2 separate regions of the Sus scrofa genome follow, and region 2 is linked to region 1. Evidence: chromatin contacts called from public HiChIP or PLAC-seq data. All regions are on one chromosome and are shown on one strand. The core of a region is the stretch at or near the end of the contact, and the rest is flanking DNA. Distances in the headings are between cores, read along the strand shown.

What was found. HiChIP or PLAC-seq counts read pairs in DNA pulled down with a chosen protein or histone mark.
Region 2: a contact with region 1 is called in an H3K27ac HiChIP or PLAC-seq map of skeletal muscle. The contact joins two enhancer-like sites. A contact is called at or near these places in 4 of 5 promoter capture datasets (fetal liver, fetal skeletal muscle, liver and 1 more), 14 of 47 Hi-C or Micro-C datasets (alveolar macrophages, embryonic fibroblasts, fetal heart ventricle and 8 more) and 1 of 2 datasets of contacts at active chromatin or transcription factors (skeletal muscle).

The regions. Positions count from the first base shown.
Region 1 is chr18:29,415,988-29,422,445 of Sscrofa11.1, reverse strand. No RefSeq gene overlaps it. Among named protein-coding and RNA genes, the nearest start is that of CAPZA2, 54 kb to the right of the region's middle. Within about 2 kb of position 3,000, at least 5 of the 83 cell types and tissues checked have an H3K27ac peak or open chromatin away from gene starts, as enhancers often do. A contact at or near this core is called in skeletal muscle, where this site is marked.
Region 2 is chr18:29,532,049-29,538,506 of Sscrofa11.1, reverse strand. It overlaps a transcript of MET not described here. Among named protein-coding and RNA genes, the nearest start is that of MET, 23 kb to the right of the region's middle. Within about 2 kb of position 2,691, at least 2 of the 83 cell types and tissues checked have an H3K27ac peak or open chromatin away from gene starts, as enhancers often do. A contact at or near this core is called in skeletal muscle, where this site is marked.

The DNA of each region.
Region 1 (6,458 bases), core at 1,751-4,250:
TTTCTCCATTCCATGTTTCTGAGCTATTCTGATGGATGTGTTTTCCTTCTTATCAATAAAAAGTATAGGGTTTTTTTAAATGATATGAATCAGTTGCAAATAAAATTAGCATCAAATATCCAAATAGCTCCTAATCCTTTATGATTAATTTTTTTAATGAAGGGCTAGTTCCCTATATAGACCAATTTAGAATAGGGCTCAGTTAAACCCTACCTGGTTTAAGCATTCTGAAAACTAGTTAGCATTGAAGCATCAACTCTGAGATGAAAACGGCCATATTTAGGATATATAAACAGGAATTTTTAATTTTAAGTAAACTAAAAATTTAACATTAAACCCTGCCTGGTTTAAGCATTCTGAAAACTAGTTAGCATTGAAGCATCAACTCTACCTGGGAAGTTAAACCCTACCTGGTTTAAGCATTCTGAAAACTAGTTAGCATTGAAGCATCAACTCTGAGATGAAAACGGCCATATTTAGGATATATAAACAGGAATTTTTAATTTTAAGTAAACTAAAATTTAACATTAGTTTGAAGCACTGGATTAAAATGATAATTAATGTATATCCTTTGTTTAAGAAGAAGGCCTTTGTCTTTATACATTTATTCTTTTACTGTCACATGTGTACATTCTTTTTACCACATGAGTTCCAGGCTTGCAGAAACATCCACTAATCCTTAGACCTCTGGGCTGGAACGACAAAAATGCATAAAATTTTACCAGGCCAAAAGAGATCAACTTTCAAAATCTTTGGCATCCAAACATGTCAAAAACCGTTTTTCACTGACTCCCCAAACTATTTGTGTTCCCCATTATGGTCCATGGGATATGTAATATCAGTTCCTACTTTTATTGGGTAGCCTGGAATTTTTACACACCACATTTCGTTTCATTTTCCTTTACCTTTCTTGGCTGTTTATACTTTTCACAGTTGTTTTATGAGTTTTCTCTCTGTCTCTAATTCTAAAAGTGTTGGAAAGTGGTAACGGACAGACTACTGTCTGCCAGCCGAAGCCGTCACTTTGACGTTTGCCACTGTGTTCCGGTGACATCTGCTCTTTCCATTATACTCAAGCTGGGCCTTCCCGTCTCTAGAACTGTGACTAAACAGCCACCATATTCATCAGTGGCAACAATCCTTGTAAACAAGAAATGCCAAATTTAGAGCCTTTGTGAAATCCTGCCCCAAACTTCTGAAGTGAGACATATGATCTTCAGAGATTATCTCAGAACTACCAATAAAGGAAAATTACAGAGAAACCCAAATATCCTATCAGGATACTTTTGCAAAACTGTTCCTGATTTTTTTTGTGAGACTTTGAGAATTTAAACTAGCTTCAGCAATATCTAAAATGTCTATGAAAACACATGGGTAAAGCAAGAAATTCTCATCACGAAGATACTAAAAAAATTTTTCATATAGAAAATACCCACTGTTAAAACTGCACAGATTTTTTTTCTGAAAATGAACTTAAATTGATAAAAACAATAATGAAAATAATAATGATCTCATCCCAAGACATGTCATAGGAATTAATGACTGTCTGGAAGCTAATGGGCTAAGGTAATGCTCTCAGGAATTAGTCTTGCTTAATGAAATGCTGTTAGTTTAGTAAACGAATGCTTATAATGACAGAAAGTAAAAAAACAAGGCTGCCACCATTGAGCCTGCTTGACTCACAGGGGGAAAAAAATGTTAATTTGTCATGTGCTGTACTTATTCATTTTTTTCTATTCATTTGTAATATATCCTTTATATTTTTTCTTTCATACATTGATCTACTTTTAGTCTGAAGAAATGTTTACTTAAGGGTTGTTATACTGACAGAGATTTAAGTTGCTAATAAAAATGTAACTCCCTCTAGTGCAGACGTATCAAATTTTAAATTATGATTACTTTGAGTCATTTTATTTTAAGTTCTCTGATGTGAAGGAAATGTGGATCCTCCATGTGGGTTTTAGAATATTGTCTCCAAATTATAGTTGGCTTATATGTCATTACTCAACTTATTATTCCAAGGTTATTCTAACAACTGACCTCCTGATTCTGCCCTCTCCATATTGATTCTTTCTTAGAATCTAAAACCAGCTGCCAGAATCATATATCTGTCTATGTCATTTGCCTTCTTGAAAACCCATGCCCGTTCCTAGATGTTCCCTACATCAATTCTTTGTACTGCTAGGTCTTGTTTTGTTATTTTTATTACAATCATAGCCTCATGGAAAAAAATATTAGTTGGACAAAAAGATATAAAGTGGACAAGAAATGTCTGACCACTCTTCCACACTTTCCATCCTCACTCCCTACAGGTAACTGATGCTAACCCATTCTTATTATTCTTCCAGAAATTTCCACCCTGCATTAGTTCTAAACTAAGGTGGACACTCCTGAACATCCTTCAAAAGCCTCCATTTCACTGACCAAACTACTACTCAGCATAATCTTTTTAGTTGAGACTATCTCTCAACCTCTGTCACTCTGAAATTCCACTAAAAATATCCCCATTTTGATATGAGCTCTGTAAACAGGGTCAGACCAAGCTGTTTGGACCACCCTCCCTCCACCCCCCTAGCTGGCTTATAATTTGGTGTCCCTTAAAACTGATATTCTTTAAATATTTTTCTCAACTTTTATTTAAATTGAGGAGATTTCAATGATTTTCTCTTAAAAAAATGAAGAACAGATTTACTCATTTATTTTCACTTAAAAAAGCAGAATTGATATACTAAAAAAAATCCATAAAATATTACATTTTTCTGAAAATTCTAGTTCTCTTTTGCAATATTCCAAACCAGACTGCTTGGAAGTTATAAAGATTTTAAACTTAATAAAAATAAAACACCTATTCCTCATAAGCTGCATTCTGTGAGGATTATTTCAGAATTTCAGCTGACAGCTTCTGACTGGAACTGTTTTAACATGTGGCAAATATACACCACAGAGCTGGGTTGTTTACTGTAGCAGGTTACTTTGCTTCACTCCAACTGTCCTTTTGGCAGGAGCACATGCAACCTAATTTTGTCCATTACATAAGGAGCTACATGTGGAAACCTGAATCCCCTGACATCGTATTACCAACTTAATTCAGTCATAATTCAGGTCCCAGGGACCTGGCAGGCATCACCCCAACCCTTACTCTTATTCTACATAGAAGTGCTACAGCATAGAGCTTTAGGTGGACACACTTTGGAATCAGACACTCTAGACGTGAATCATTTCCACCACTTACCAGGTGATTTTAGACTAGTTGTTAAACCTTGCCAAGCCTCAGTTTCCACATTTCTAAAATGAAAATGCAAATAGTGCCTTCCTCATAAGAATGTGTGAGGAATAAATGAAACAATGCTTGCAAAACTTTCAATAAGTGGCACTAATATTTCTAGGGGCCTTGATTTTACTACTACCTCTACTACTATTATTATTATTATTATTTATTACCTGATAATGATGATGATCATCACCTGTTTTCTCCACAAAAAGATTCAATGTGGAAGCTGCTAGAATAAAATTACCACCAAACTTGTCCAAAGTTTGGCATAATCTAGAAATATGTGAAGGGAAAAGTCCTGAAAACAGACTCTGGTTTCCCTCATTCTTTTTAGTAATACCAGTGTGACATCAAAAACAGGGTCCTAGTATAGTCTGAGCTGACTTTACTACCTGTGTGACTCTCAATGTCCCTTAATTTTTTAAGTTGTACTTTTCCTGAATATAAAGAATACAAATGGAGTTGCCATGGTGGCTCAGTGGAAACAAATCTGACTAGCATCCATGAGAATGCAGGTTCGATCCCTTGCCTCGCTCAGAGGGTTAAGGATCTGGTGTTGCTGTGAGCTGTGGCACAGATGGCAGACACGGCTCAGATCTGGCGTTGCTGTGGCTGTGACGTAGGCAGGCAGATACAGCTCCGATTTGACCCTAGCCTGGGAACTTCCATATGCCAAGGGTGTGGCACTAAAATTAAAAAAAAAAAAAAAGAAAAAGAAAAAAAAAGAATGAAGATAATTATAACTTACAATGCTGGTAATAAATGTTAAATGAGATAACGTTTTATACAAATATTAGGTATTGTTTTAGTTATTAGATTCTTCAGTATATATATTATTTATTTCAAAAGTCTCCTTAGGATTCATCTGATTCATAAAATTCCCTCTAGCCAACCCAGTGCTTCATTTGCTCCAAGAGAATGGCTGGAGTTGCTGACAAAAATCTGCACTTAGAATCAATCAGCTCAGGACTGGGAAAGGCCTGGAATCTGGCCCTGGCCTCCACATGGGGGTTCTGGGTGCTAATTGCTTGCTGACCCTTAAACAACTCCACGTCCTCTTTGGAGTTGAAAGTTTAGGAGTGAAACCACTACCCCTTCTCAAAGATAAATACAAATCCAGATCTGAAAGGTGTCCTGAGTTAGCATGAGACACTGAGTTTGAATCTCATCACGGCAGTGTTTTTCCAACATAATAAATTGCTCTTTGTTCAAATCAGAAACTGAATTCACTGTATTTTCCAAAATCGGCCCTGCCAGGTTTCCTTGATTTAATTGTATCATTTTTGTCTGCTGACAATGGAAAGCAGAAGAAAATAGTCTTGCTAAGGAAATGAAATATGACCAAGAAAAACAGGCATTCTCACACTATATGAGGTGGTTTTTTTTTTTTTCACATTCAATTTTTTATAAGGAAAAAGGTCTTTACCCTCTGAAACAACAGCTTTATTGCAGTGATTGTTAGGTCATATCTACAGAGCCAAAAAGAAAATGTTGGAAAGAAAATTAACTAGTTCACAAGGGTATGGGCAACATTATTTTTAAAAGGAAATGGTTCTTCATACAAGAAAGAATAATAAATGATAGCGAAGAAAAGTGAGAGTTAAGGCAATTAGTTAAATAATTCAAATAAAATATGTAAGATTTACTAAAGCACCTGTGGAATTCAGGTAAAATCATTTAGAGAGAACACAAGTTAACCAAATCATTACTGTAAGTCATCCATATATTTGGCGAATAGTACTTGCCTTCATAAAATAGTCTTGCTCAGAGAAGAACCTTGAGCCCTTATTGACTGGTAGGGAGATCTTGCAATGGATAAATAAGGACTTAAAGCAAGAAAGGGCTAGTTCTCACCCCAGCTCTGCCATCTACTCACCTTTTGCCTATAAACAATTATGATTATCCATTTATTCAATTTCAAAATGTTATTGAGAGCCTTCTACATAACACACACTCTTCTAAGAAGGGAAGATGCAGCAAGGTATATACTAGACAAGACCTTGCCCCAGGGCATTTATTCCAAAGTGGGGAGAAAGAAAGATGATAGATAAAGTTAGGTAGAGAGAGAGAGAAAGAAATAATAGATGATAGATAGGAAAATAGATAAATAGATAATGAATAGATTATAGATATATACACAGAAGAGATAAATGTACAAAAGTTAATTTCAAATTTTTATAAGTGTTACAAAAGGAGCAAATAGGGTAATAAAATAAAGATTAAAATGACTATTTGGCACAAGGTGATCAGGAAAGGCCTCTATAAGAAATCAAAATGTGAACTGAGACCTGAAAATGAGGAGGAGCCTGCAAAGCTAATGCAAAGCAGTTGAGGCAGGGGGAACACCAAGTGCAGAGCCTGCTTCCTAAGACAGGAAAGTCTGAGGGCCCAGGAAATAGATGTGCATGGCAGTAATATGTTGAAGGGGAAGCATGGTGTGAGGCCAAGTTAGAAATGTAAGAAAGAACCAGTTAGATTTCTATTCTAACAGCAGTAGGAAGTTACTGAAGGGTGTTAAGCAAAAAAAAAAAAAAAAAGATTTATTTTTAATAGATCATGCTGCAGAGTGAAGATAGATTGTAGCAATGTAAGAGAAGAAGCAGGGAGGCTACTGAAAAACTCCAGCCAAGAGATCAGGGCGAGCTTGAAGCTGGATAGAGGGATTGGAAGTGGAGCTAAGTGGATGGACTTGAGATGCATTTTCAAGATAAAATGAATGCACCATGCTGATGAATTTTATGTGGGTAAAGGGGAGAAGGAATGATCAAAGCTGACTCCTAGATTCTTGGCTTAGCTCACTGGATGGATAGTATCATCACTATCTCTGAGAGAGTCAGAGATCAGATCGAGAGTTCTCCTTTGCACAAGTCAATTTCAGATGCCTCTTAGACCAAAAGAAAGTGGAAATGTCAAGTAAGCATTTGAATATGTAATTCTAAAGCCTGGAGAAGCAAAAGTATAAACATTTTGTGGTATAAAGCTATGGAACCAGATGAGATCATGTAGGCATAGAAGCTAGAAAGGGCCAATGCTAGAACCTCAGGGCACTACGATGTTTAGAGGTCAGGGAATTGAGATTGAGAAGGAGTTATTTACATCATCATAAAATGAAAAGTTATCATTTGGAAAGATTAAGAAAAGTATGTGGGTTAGGGATGGAAATGTTCTATAATTAGGTTGTGATGAT
Region 2 (6,458 bases), core at 1,442-3,941, 120 kb before region 1:
GTTCATGGGATACCAAATTTCCCAATTGTTCCACCTTAAAGGGAGAAAATATGCAGAAACTTAAGTGCCAAGGAGTTAACCTCCTTTACTTGGCTGGTTATGTTGAAACTAGTATCTTTGATACTGAGCCCTCAGGGCAGAGTTTCTTCATGGGCTTTGCTCAGTGCAAATAAATAGTCACCTCTTAGTAATAAATGATAGAATACTGACTAATGTCAATTTAGAATCACTTTGATTCTCTGTTCTTAACAGAGTTGCTGCCAAGCCCACATTTCTTTCAGCAAAAATAGCTAAGAACTGTAGGTTAAACATCATATGTGTTTGGTACTAGAGGAACATTTTAAAAAGAAGAAATGAAATATCTGCCCTTGAAGAATTAGATATTTGGATAAATAAATCACATGCAAAATGGAATCAAGTTCCCTGATTTTTGAGGGGGCATCGCATGAGAGTGACAACATTAGAAATTAGCCCACTTGCTATTAAATAATAGAAATTTTTTTAAATCAAAAGATTGGAACTTAAATCTTAAAATTTTCAAGCAGCTTCTGAGTATATCATCTTTCTGATACTATAACAATCTTACAAAATAGGCAAGGCTGATGTCAGTATCTGAACTTCCCCATGCTATAGACAGGGAAACTGTGCGTGAGCCTAGCCCCCATGCTATCTCGACAGCAGCATGCAGCCTCTGCCCAGCGGTCAAGGAAGGTTAACTGAAGCATTTTCCAATGAGGCATGGGCTGCAATCCTTAGGTTAGTAATAAATAATGACTATAACATTTCTAGTCTCAGGAGTTTTTCTCACCTTCTCTTTCTCCACTTTTTTTTCTTTCTCTTTTTTAGTAAAGTTCCTGAAGAAAAAGCTCCATTCATATGTGTGGGGCATTCTCCTATTATCAGATTAAGAGCTGTAATTTTGTAATCTACCCTTCTATCAGAAAACCCATTCTCAGATATCTCTTCAGCTGTGTTTAATAGTTTAGTATATTCCCCTTGGGATTTGTTTCAATAAAAACATCCAGTAAAATCTGACTGCTTTGCTTTTCAAGGGACAAAATGAAGACAGTGTTTTTATAAGCTGTAAAATGTAATTGAGAGAAAAGTCACATGTGTGGTATTTGTAACAGGAGGTGTGAGCACAGTGAAAATAAGAAAAAAACAATGAACTGGTTAATTGCATACCCAGGTATACGTATTTCCTCTGTGATTGTATAAATTTGTGCAAGTATGTTTATGCAGGTTACTCCTGTTGTTTTAAATTTACATAATAAATTATGTAGCTTTAGGACAAATAGAAATTATATGAGTTTAAGAGCCATATAGATTATATTATGGTCCATAGGATTTGAAAAGTATTTCTTCTAACATAGCAAAGGAATATTATGAAATCTGGTCCGATCAGTTATTAAATGTGGTCAGAGAATCACAGGTTCTAGTGAAAGCCAGATTTCTGTACTCTTAAGAATGTGATTGAGGATTTAGGCATTCAGGATAATTTGTTGTGTACCTACCAGACATAATTATAGACTGTCAATGCAGCAGAAAATAAAACAGACAAAAAGTCTCCAGCCTCATGAGCTCTATTCCATATTGAAGAAGGAAAACAGTAAATAAAATACGTAAATAAAATGTATGTGAAGTGGTTCTGAGGGTATAAGGAAGCATGAAGTTGAGAGGGGAGTAGGGACTGTCAAGGATAAGAGGAATTGGGGTGGTGACTGAAAAAAATTGGCAGTGGGGTAAGAGAAGTTCTCACTTAAGTGGTGGCCTTTGATCTAGAACCTGAAGGAGGTAGAAGAATAAGACATGTGGCTATCTGGAACAGGGCTTCTCCTTTGCATTCCTTGGCAGTGTCATTCTCATTTTTTTTCCACTGGAATTGTGCAATGCATAGGCTGCACAGCTGTACGTGGAGTCCCTGATTTTTTATGGAAAGTACCTGGACAGTGCCTGCCATAGTCTGTTACAGTCTCAAAGGTGAGAATGAAGGGATGTACCACATCCCTTGGTTTGAGGGCAACTGAAGAAGAGAATCATGTTATTTCCTTGCATTCACCTGTCCCATACTTGATCAGGAATATTGCGCCATTGGGACAATTTTCCTTCTTATTTTCTACACTCTGAGCCTAGCCCAGTGGAATTTGTTGAGAGTAATACCTACAGTTTTTGTCACAGATCTCTTTCATAATATCAATCTGGAGACAGCAAAGGAAGGAATTGCTGTTGTTTTACAGCTTCTGTCTCCTGTATATTTCTTATCTTTTCTCTCTCTCTCTTTTCTCTTTCCAGTGTTAAACCACTGTGCTGAATTTTCTTCCTCTTTTCTTCCTTCCCCCTTTTCCCTCTTTATATCCTGAATAAATATTTGCAAACAGGTAACCTAAAAGAGTAAAGCTAACCCTTTTACTAGGGACTGACAACCTGCCCAGAAAAAAAGGAGAGGAAGAGTAGCCACTTGGCACTCATCAGAGTTACTTTGAAATTCAGTGAGTGGTGTCGGCCCATGTGATGGTATCTTTCACACTTTCAGAAGCTAGAAATCTATTTATTTTAAAATGTTGACTCGGCATCTTTAAAACTGTGCAAGCTAGAGAGACAAAATGCCTACAAACTAGATTTGGCTCTGATGGTCCCATTTGCAATCCTGGTCACAACTATACCTGCCAAGTAGTCCCCTGAGTCACCCTCAAATGCTGTTTAATTCAGCAGCATGCATGGCCAAAGAGCCCAGGACTGCTTCTGCAAAGTATTTTGTCATCTAGAATTCTCAGACTTTTTTCCTCTCCGGAAAATTAAGTTAGCAATTAAAAAAAACCAAAAAGATATTTTCTAATTCATCGTCTATTGGCACATACTTGTTTTCCTAAACTAATCAGCCCACATACTTTGTATCAAACTGTTTATTTCTAAAGTAAGGAGTAATCTAGTTATTTCATTCTTAAACTTCAGCAGTAATTTTCTGAAATCTAAATTCATCATAACTTTATATGTAGATTTCATATTTCATTCCCAAGTTCTCATTCAAAATACACTCTCTGTTTGGAATACTGGTTCTTTGTTTTGTTTTTTTAAGATCTGCCTTACTTCACCAGTTGTTTTTCCTTTACCACTGAAATTCAAAACGTGTGCTGCACTGGTTTCGAGTGCCCTTTAAAAGCCATCAGATCAGTGTTGCAATCTATTTTTCCAAAGGAATAAAAACTTACAGGTTGTGCACTAACTTGTTTCCTTTAATCCTAAAAACTCAGTGAAATGCCTAGACTAGCGGCCTTCAGGAAGGCCATTGTGTTAGAACGGAAGATTATGTACTGTATTTCTTCCTACTATTTTAAATGCAAATATAATAATATATCATGAAACAAGGCACATATTAAGATCAGTGGCCTTTTCCTGTTTTGAAATGATCTCTTGTTCCCTGATAGTTGGAAATCTGAGCACCTAGAAACTTGAGTCCAATTTTAAAGTTGTCTATTAAAAACGAATTGACTTAGAGGAATTAAAATCTACTCCAGTTTTTCAGTAAGACCATGAGATATTTCTGGTTTTAAATAGTTTACAGAAAATATCAAGAAGAGCATTCAAAGCTAGAGACCTTTGAAATAATGTAGTCTTCACAAATCAGAGAGAGGTGGAGTAAATTTGTTTAGCAGAAGGCAGGTTGCCTCCTTTGAGGCCTAATCATGTGGGAAAGTAAAACCAAGCCAAGTTTTAGGTCCATCAGACAACTCTATCTTTAAAAATAGCTTTTGGCTTTTCTTGGGACTAATGTGTGTTTAGACCAACATTTTAGCTCTTAAAATTTAAACCTTGGGTCTCTTAAAGGAAACTTAATCCATGTGTTTTTGATTCACTAAATCCTAAATCATTACCCATAAACTGTATGTCTCTCTGAGCTCTTTGATGTCTCAGAAATCTTTGAAATAATGTAAGGCCCCTTTTGTTCCAGAAAAATAGGAAGTTGGTTTTTGCTAAGGGTCAGTAAACAGCATCTTCAAAAATCTGAGTTGGGTCTAAAATCCTGCAACCATGACATAGTGGATGTTTGAATGAGTACTAATGCATTTTTCTGGTGCAATGTGAGAAATGTAAGTACTTCTAAAGACCTTACTTACTATTGGTATTTCATTGTAATCCTTACTAACCCCAAAGAAATTATTTTGGAACAATTTCTCTTTCTATTCTAATACTAAGTCCAAATGTGTATCATTTTATCCTGGTACACAGTAGGTACTCAGGAATATTTTGTTAAATGTTACATGAATGGAATTTTTCCTCTGCCCAGAACCTTCCACCTAATGTCAATCTTTTTATGCAGTATCAATATCCATCTGTCACATCTTAGAATGATGTCTATTCTGAGTCAGTGACCAGGTTCAACAAATTTTTAAAATAAGCCATATAACTAAATATATGACACTTATTGAAATTCATTCTGTGCCATGAAGCAACAGCCTTGCAAAGAGTCCTAAATATAAGAAGGAATTTCTAGGCTAATTTGATTAAATATTCAGTTGTTACCAGATGCTTTTTGAAAATTGATTTTTTTTTCCCTTTTGCTATTCCTGCCATCCTTCCACCCACCCTGACATGCTTACTGATTGAAAGCTTTGCACAGAAAAGGGCAGGTTGTTTGTATCTATAAGCAAGAGCAGCAAGTTCAAACAGGCTTGGAAAATGTAATGCTATAATCATAAGTTGCTATAATATGGGAGGGGAGAGAAGGGTACTCAACAATAAGAGTGGTGTTGGATTTTGCTCCAGATTGCATACATAGATGACACATCTTTGAACTCTATTGTGTGGAGGAAAAAACACCTTCTTACTGTAGTTAGATTTCCTGTTTGTGAGTGTATATTTTCTGGTAACTAGACTTTCCATATAGACTTGGAATAAATATGTAGCTGTAAGTGCAGTTGAAAGGCACATGATTAGTTGAAAGGTACTAATAGCTATGGAAACAGCAACTCCTTCCCTCTAAAAGCAAGTAGTATTTAGAAGGCATTAGTAGTAAAGCATAGTCATTGACATTCTCTCGATGTCATGTTGTAAATTTATAATATCTCATCACATTTTGTCCCTAGAAAACGTTTCCTGATTCTGTGTGACATTAGGATGCCAGACTTTGTCAACTTCTTATATCTTGGCGGGGACAGAAAGGAAAATTGTGGTCATATTACGGTCATGAAATGGAGATTCTCTAAAGTGCTGAAGATTTGCTGAATATGTAAATATATTATAATTAAAATTTGTTTTGAAATTTAATTGTAGCTAAAACTGTATGAGGAGTAATTCCCTTATTTAGTTTCAACATGCTTAATTTCTATTTCAACGGTTGACCAAACCATCAGTAATAATTATATATCCATGCATTTGTACACATTCACATTTAGATGATTTTTTAACTCCACTTAAAAAGCCTCATTGATTGATAAGTGAACAGTCAAATGACTCTGTATTTGTACATTTTGGGGAAAAAATGAGATTTAATTTAGGACATTTTTTGTGGCTACTCTCATGCTGCAGGAATTGGAAATAGATAATGAAGGAGAGGACCCTGCAGGTTTTACCAGGGCATCTGGTCAGTGAGGTTAAAGGAGGGGAGAGGTGGGTGAATTCACTGCAGGTCATGGATTTCAGTTCATTGCAAGTCATGAAGAGAGTTTCCCATTAGGAATCAGGCCGCCACCTTCCAAGTAGGAAAAAGGCTGGTCAAAACTGAGCAAGGAATCAAGGGGAGCTCACAAGAAAATGGTAGGAACATGATAAGCAAAGTCTCAACTTCTTCCAAATCCGTCTCATGGAGTTTGATTCTGAGAGAAACTAGACTGTCATCTATCCATTCCTAAATCAGGCCTCTTAGTCTATCCTACCCTTAGCTACCAGTAATAGCAGCAGGAATATGTAGCAGAACAGAAAGAATTTTTATTCTGAACGTCAGAGGCATGTCTACGCACTCTTTTAGCGACTCAGAAACACTGTAAATGAAATTCTGTGTTCTCAGAAGAAATCGGAGTATTAAAAATAAACCTTATAAATGTTTTATACCATTTTTATGACTGAAATTTGCTAGCATATCAAGGCATTATTATTCATTTGTTACTGTTGGGACTAAAGTTATGGCCCTTAAAACTATCCATTTGGCTATCATCTGCTGTGGATGTATATTAGCTTTTTTGCAGATATTGTCTTGAGACCATTTCTTAGGGCCTTGATTATACAGAGTTCATGCTGGAATGTGTGTAAGAATTGTACTTCTCATGTTCTAAACGTTAACACAGGCAGTGGTCTAAAGAGTTGAGGAAAGCTTATATCAGGGCCTGCCTTCACTTCCTGTCTTTTTGCTCCTCTGGGAGTCTTAGGTGAACAGCTGTCATCTAACTCTGGACTCACATTCAGGCAGAATCCCTCCAGCTCCTACCAAAGGCTACACTGTCCCAAGTGAGCTTGTGGTCAGG